Regions from separate parts of the Mus musculus genome. Here region 1 is linked to region 2. Evidence: chromatin contacts called from public Hi-C data. All regions are on one chromosome and are shown on one strand. The core of a region is the stretch at or near the end of the contact, and the rest is flanking DNA. Distances in the headings are between cores, read along the strand shown. Region 1 has its middle 30 kb from the start of Gata3. Region 2 has its middle 89 kb from the start of Gm13218.

What was found. Hi-C and Micro-C count contacts between places; a contact is called where the count stands out from the background.
Region 1: a contact with region 2 is called in a Hi-C map of group 2 innate lymphoid cells, with 6 times the contacts expected there. The contact joins two enhancer-like sites. A contact is called at or near these places in 2 of 484 Hi-C or Micro-C datasets (embryonic stem cells and group 2 innate lymphoid cells) and 1 of 115 datasets of contacts at active chromatin or transcription factors (regulatory T cell precursor).

What each region holds. Positions count from the first base shown.
Region 1 is chr2:9,846,600-9,850,099 of GRCm38.p6, forward strand. No RefSeq gene overlaps it. Among named protein-coding and RNA genes, the nearest start is that of Gata3, 30 kb to the right of the region's middle. Within about 2 kb of position 1,827, at least 6 of the 459 cell types and tissues checked have an H3K27ac peak or open chromatin away from gene starts, as enhancers often do. A contact at or near this core is called in group 2 innate lymphoid cells and regulatory T cell precursor, where this site is marked.
Region 2 is chr2:9,680,676-9,684,055 of GRCm38.p6, forward strand. No RefSeq gene overlaps it. Among named protein-coding and RNA genes, the nearest start is that of Gm13218, 89 kb to the left of the region's middle. Within about 2 kb of position 1,441, at least 48 of the 459 cell types and tissues checked have an H3K27ac peak or open chromatin away from gene starts, as enhancers often do. A contact at or near this core is called in group 2 innate lymphoid cells and regulatory T cell precursor, where this site is marked.

The DNA.
Region 1 (3,500 bases), core at 577-3,076, 170 kb after region 2:
TCCCTCCCCCCCCCCACTTCCCCGCCCCCGTCTCTCCTTCTGGACAAGGTCTGGTGTAGCACAGGCTGACCTCAAACTTCCTATGTAGCCAAACTATGATTTTGAACTTTTGATTCTTCTGCTTCTAGCTCCCAACTTCTGAGTGTTGATTATAAGCACACACCAATCATGTTTGATTTCTGCAGTGCTGGACGATCCCAGGGCTTCATGCATGCTAAGCAAACACTCTACCCTCTGAGTCCCAACCTCACGGCAGCCCCTTTCAATGGTGGCACGGGACGCTTTGGTGAGGATTTCTGCACAGTGGCAAAGAAGCTCAATTATCCTTGGGAGTAATCTCCAATGTGGGAAAGGATTATTCCCCTCATCTGCATCGCTTCCCATGAGCTATGACTGACTGCCATCCATTTCCTCTCATCTCCTTAAGACTTCTTAAAGTCCCATTCAGAGGTACCAGCCAATCATTTGGCCATAATACCCCGCCTATGCAACAGTTACACGCAGGGTGGTATCCAACATCAAGCTGGAGCCATGGTAATTAAAGGGCTGAAAGGTTGGGCTGGAAGAGTGCATGGACCTGTCTATTGGACATTCCATATTTTGTGTGGACAGTTTGATCCTTTAAGCTCTGAAAACACCCAGAGGGCAAACTGTCAGCACCCTGCACAAGAATTTTGCCCTCAACAAAATGACCTTCAAGTTCCTAAATGGTTTCATATTATTTTTAGGTCTCTGTAGACATATTTCTCTTTGGTCATCCTCTGACATCTTAAATGCATTTATTTGCTGATAGGATTTACCCTCTCTGGCCAAGAGCCACTGATTAACATCTAGTCTGCACACTATGTAGAAATGTAATCCTTAACAAAATGGGACAAGTTTCCTGCAAGCCAACACATTGTATTGATTTGCAAGCTTCAGTTTAACTTGGGCATCCATTCTTGACAAGTTACAGCTGTCTTTCCCTGGCAAAAATTTACATGTCCAAACTTTGTGATAGACTAGAAGTCTCCTCCTTTTTGGTAGAGGTGCATATATTTGTGGAGTATGTTTGTTTGCATGCGTGTGCACAGGATGGGTGAATGGAAGCCAGAGGCCCATAGCCGACTCACTTCCTAAACCACTTCCACTGTCACTAGACTAGCTGACCAGCAAGCCCCAGGGATCCTCCTGTCTCGACCTCCCTTGTACTGGGGTTACAGACATGTGCTACTATGCCTGACTTTTTGTTTGCTTAGTTGATTGGTTTTGTTTTGTTTTTCCAAGAGAGAGGTTCTCTCTGTATAGTCTTAGAACTCACTCTCTAGACCAGGTTGGCCTCGAACTCACAGAGATCCACCTGCCTCTGCCTCCAGAGTGCTGGGACTAAAGGCATGCACCACACCACACCTGGCTTTTTTTATTTGGTTACAGGAGATCCTAACTCAGGCCCATCTGAGCCATCTCTCTAGCCCTGGTTACCTTTTCTTCATCCCCTTGGTAGGCTGGGGCTGAGGATTCGGTTCAGTTCGTAGAGAGCCTGCCAGCATGCAGGAAATCCCGAGCAACACATAAACTAGGCATGAAGGCTCACACCTATAACCCTTGCACTTAGGAGATGGAGATGGGAGGACCAGACATTCAAGACCACCAGCTACTTTGTACATTGGAGGGTAGCATGGCCCACATGAGATTCTGTCCAAAACACAAAACAAGAAAAAGCCAATGACTGATGGGGGACACGCCGTTCCATCCCAATGGCAGCTCTTGACAAGATTGGGCCAGCCCTCACCTCGGCTCCTTCTGAGCAGAGACAGCAAAAACACTAGTTCTCTTAGTGATGCTTTATCTAGATCCTGACATCTTTCTCAGCTGTCAGCTAGTTTGGGGTTTCCCTGAGGTTCACAATTCACACCACTGTGGCCTTTTCTGTTGTTTTATTGTTTAGAGCTGGGCTATACCAACTCTCCCACAATCTAGGGCAGGCCCCTGGGGACAAGATTTTCTGTGTCCTTGAGTAACTCAGATACATCCCCAGAGCTTCAGTTTCCCAGGCCATAGCAGAGAGAGGACGTGGGCCAATGGTACACCTTAGAGAGCTGGGCCAGTAGAAAGAGTGGATTGGTGTGCACCTCGGTTTTTTCCCTCCTCTCCTTTCACCTTTGCTCAGCCAGCTGGCTCTAAGGGCAGACATTCTGCCAGCGCACTTCTATTTGGGGTAACGGAAAGCAGAGACACCTTATCCCTAAACTTCACCTTAGCCACGACTGAAGTTTAAAACCTCCACGCTCCCTCAGAGCTTCAGGTGATCAGCAAAGCGGGTCACATGGAAGCTATGGCCTTTAAAACCCACATTCCCATCCACTTGTCCCAGGTCGTGGTGGCGCCTGCCATTAAGCCCAGCACTAGGGAGGCAGAGACAGGAGGACCTCTGAGTTCAAGGCCAGCCTGGTCTGCAGAGTGAGTTCCAGGCTAGGGCTACACAGAGAAACCCTGTATTGAAAAAAACAAAGGAAGGGAAAAAACAATCCTTACACCTTTGTGGATATGCTTGGAAGCAGGGGAAACGATCCAGCTCTGGAGGGAAAGCTAAGGATACAGAGGGCCTGTGTAATACACAAACTGGATCATGGGCTCCCTGGCCTCTGATAGAGCAGAGGGTATGGTGTGCTGGGTGGGGCAGAAGCAACGTAAAGGAAGCGCCCAATCCCATCTCTCCAGTCATTTTACATCTAAGTGGCAGCTCTGGACCCCCAGTCCAATTATAGAGGCAAGGTCCTCCATTCTGCCCTCTCTACAAAGTCAGGGAGGCACATCTAGATTTGCTGAAGCAGCAAGGCAGAGAGGCCCAATTTGATTGTTCCCAGGCACACACCAGCGAGATGGTAACCACTTAAGGGAAGGCTGAGCCCACATGCGTTGGATTGGATGCTTATACTCAGCATCCATCATTAAAGCTGAGAAAGATTCTTTTTCCTTTTGGTTTCTCCCCGGGCTCCCTCCTTCCTTCTAGGGCTTTTTTTTTTTTTTTTTTTTTTTTTACCAGTGCTGAGGATGGAACCCAGGGCCTTGTAGATGCTAGATAAATGTTCTTACATCTGCAGCCCAGAACCCTGGTTCTTACCTGCTCCTCACCTGCTACAGTCTTTGAAATTGCATCAAGCAAAAACCCTCTTATGGAATGGCTCAGTCAGTCAGTGCTGTCATGCAAGCCTGACAGTTCAGTTCCCAGCACTCACTGAAAAGCTGGGCCTGGCCGCAGGCCTAAACTCTCAAAGCTGAGGAGGCAGGAATGGGAAGAATCCTGGGGCTTGCTGGCCTGTTAGTTTAGCCCAGTGGGCAATCTCGAGGCTCAGTGATAGACCCTGTCTCAAAAAAATACATACAAGCTTACAAACCCTTCCACTGGAGTAAAATGTTACCATGCAAATGTCTCTATTACATTTGTACACTCTTTGTTTCCCTGAGGATGGAACCCAGGGTCTCATGCCTGCTGAGGAAGCTCTCTACACTATCACTGA
Region 2 (3,380 bases), core at 191-2,690:
CCTAGTCGGCCATCAGTGGAAAGAGGCCCATTGGTCATGCAAACTTTATATGCCTCAGTATAGGAGAATGCCCAGACCAAGAAGTGGGAGTGGGTGGGTAGGGGAGTGGGTGGGGGAGGGTATGGGGGACTTTGGGGATAGCACTGGAAACGTAAATGAAGAAAACACCTAATAAAAATAAAATAAAATAAAATATTAAAAAAGAAAAGAAAAGAAAAAGCTGGTGCATACCTACACCCCCCCCCAAAAAAATGGTGAGAAGAAAGACAGAAACAAGAGGATCTCTGGAAGTTTCCAGGCCAGCTAGCCTAGCCTATGTGGTGAAGTTCTAGGTCAATGAAAAACCCTCCCCAAAGAAAAGTTCAGATACCTACGCGCCCATATTCAAGACTGTCCTCTGATGGCCAGCCATTCTGTGCATGCACACACCACACTGTATACACACGCATATAGACAAATAACAAAATAAAATAGTAATGATAATAATAATTAGGTGGAATTATTTTGCCCTTTACAAAACAGAGAAATCAAAAGCTGGAAAAAGCACATAACCCAGTGATTTTTATAAAATTAAAAAGAGAAAAAATTATATAATACTACTGATAAAGTATGGTGGTTTGGTCTCTATCCCTTTTCCCTTTCTTTATGGAAATATTATTTAAACCAAAAAAAAAAAAATGCCACGCCTGTCAAACCATAATGTTTATTTTAGCAGCTGGTGAGACCTGACCTGTAAATTGGGCAGCCTGACAGTGTCAATCTCCTCCTGGGAAAAAGCATTCTGCATTGTGTAAACAGAAACCGTGGCGTCAGGACTATGCTTCCCAAGACCCAACAAACCAAGTCTAATTTTGATTCCTATATTGGAATCTCCCCAAAACAAATCTAAAACAGGGCAATAGTAGATCTGTTTTCTCAATGTTAAAACTTGAGAGAGAGACAGAGAGACAGAGAGAGAGACAGACAGAGAGAGAGAGAGAGAGAGAGAGAGAGAGAGAGAGAGAGAGGAAGTCATGACACCCACATGCTCAAAAGAGGAATCCCAGGACCAAAACCCATTTCCTGCCTGCAAGCCTGGAGAAACGTTTCTTCTTTATCTAAAATCCGCTTCCTGTGCCCCCTCAGAATCAAGAGCTCAGTCAAAACGCTGCTTCCGGGTTGGCAGAAGAACTCAACTCCTTTCTTCCTTTCCTTGAAAAGCACAGGGCATCAGCTGACTTCGTCTTCTGTGCTTCCTGTCCAGGACGGAGGAGCAGTAGTCTCTTGTAAGTACTTAGAGAGCCTTTGTCAGGTCCAAGCTGGGCTCCCAAGATGACCTGGTGTGTCTCCTGCAACCTCATCCACCATGTAGAAGGTGACGGGAGAGTTCTCATTGGGCACCCAGAGTCAGTCCTGCAGCAGTGCCCCAGCAGGGTTGTCTGAGCAGAGCTGTGTATCTCAGCAGAGCTCAGAGAGAGAAATGAGCAATAGCAAGGGTATTGTTGCTTCTTAAGAGCTGATTTATACAGCACCGAGTGCAAAGCTAAGTGTCACAACTATCTGTTCACGTGAGAAAATGAAGAACTCCATACTCTGTCACCCAGGGAAAATATATTTTCAGTTGAATTACAACCTGCCTTTTCTACTTTTTTCTGCTGTCAAAATTCTAATGTTCTTTGTGGAATTGGGGATGTTAAACAATTGGCCTGGGCCTGAAAACTCCAACCACGTCAAAGTCCCAGTCCTGAATGAGGCAGCAATTGGCTCCTTTTCCAATAAAATCTTCTCCTGGAGAGTGATGGTTTACTTCAGAGAAGTTTTAGGGGCATTCACTGCATACCGTGACTATTCCTCCTGGCAGAAATGACTGCCATGCATACCTCCTAAAGAGAAGCCAACGGGAAGGCTGAGGAGTAGCCGAGTTGCTGGAAACAGATATCACAGATCCTGATAGTGGGTTTGCATTCAATCCAAGCCATAATTTCATTACCCTGTGGACAGTCAGCAAGCTAGATTGTCGGATGCTTCCCCCTCTTTGCCCCCACTCTAAAAAAACTAAGAAACCCTTCCTAAATGCAGAGTAGTACAAAATAAAAGGAGCATTTACTCAGATGAAAGTACCTGAATGATGATGTGGGCATGGATGTTCACGTTCAGTATATTCATAACAGCTAATATCTGGGATGTCCTCAGGCGTCCATGCAAAAGTGGACAGATGAAAAGGTAGTGGTATGCCTGTGCAATGGATCATTTCTAAACAGCAAAGAGTTGGTTGCGCCACCCAGATAGAGTGCAAAAAACACTAAACCTGAACAAAGTCAGACAAAAGAATACAATACTAGTTTACAAGACTCCAGAAAGGAAGGAAGGAAGGGAGGGAGGGAGGGAGGGAGGGAGGGAGGGAGGGAGGGAGGGAGGGAAAGAAAGGAAGAAAGAGAGAGAAAGAAAGAAAACAGAAGAAAGAAAGAAAGAGAGAGAGAGAGAAAGAAAGAGAGAGAGAGAAAGCAAAACAAAGAAAGAGGGAGAGAAAGAAAGAAAGAAGGAAAGAGAGAGAAAGAAAGAAAACAAAACAAAGAAAGAGGAAGAGAGGGAGAGAAAGAAAGAAAGAAAGAAAGAAAGAAAGAAAGAAAGAAAGAAAGAAAGAAAGAAAGAAAGAAAGAAAGAAAGAGAAAGACAGACAAAGGCAACAGGCCCTTGGTTATGTAGAATTTGGTAAGACAAGAGGAGGCAGAGGGGTAACAGGAAATATGAGGAAACTTGGGAGAGCTTGGTGCCAGTGATGGTTTGCCTATCTGCCAGATACTTTGGGAAATCAGGTTTGGTGTCACTTCTAGTCTTCTGAATTGCTTCCTGCTGAGAAATCTGCTCTCTTGAACTCACTGTCTCTCATTCCATATTAGGTAAAGAACAAGTCACCTGGGATGTTCACTTCCCAAGTCCAGAATTCTGTGACATCCTTTTCCCCCAAGGAACGCATTGACAAGGTAAGTTATCCTTGAACAAATGGCGCACAATGACTCTCATTGTGTAGGCATTAGAGCATTCAGCAGAAAACATCAGATGTCTACTCTAAATACTGTAAGATCTCAGCACCAGGAACTAAAAACATATGTGCTTTATTGCTTTTCTGGGCCAGAAATAAGGGATAAAGAACAAAAGAGACTATATTGCTCAGGGTGGAGCAATTCAGAATACTTGAAGTGGTATTTAACCCGACTCCCCAAAGATCAAGCTACAGAAATGCCTGTGGTCCCCCATGCACACCACAGAAACCAGCCTTGGACAGGAATTTACCTTAAACTGAGCAATAAAGCCCTCTGAGTGGGCTGAGTCTAGACTGTGAATTTGCTGGAGGAAACAGTGGAGAAAGCAAAGGGAGAGACACCATTGGGAGATATGCT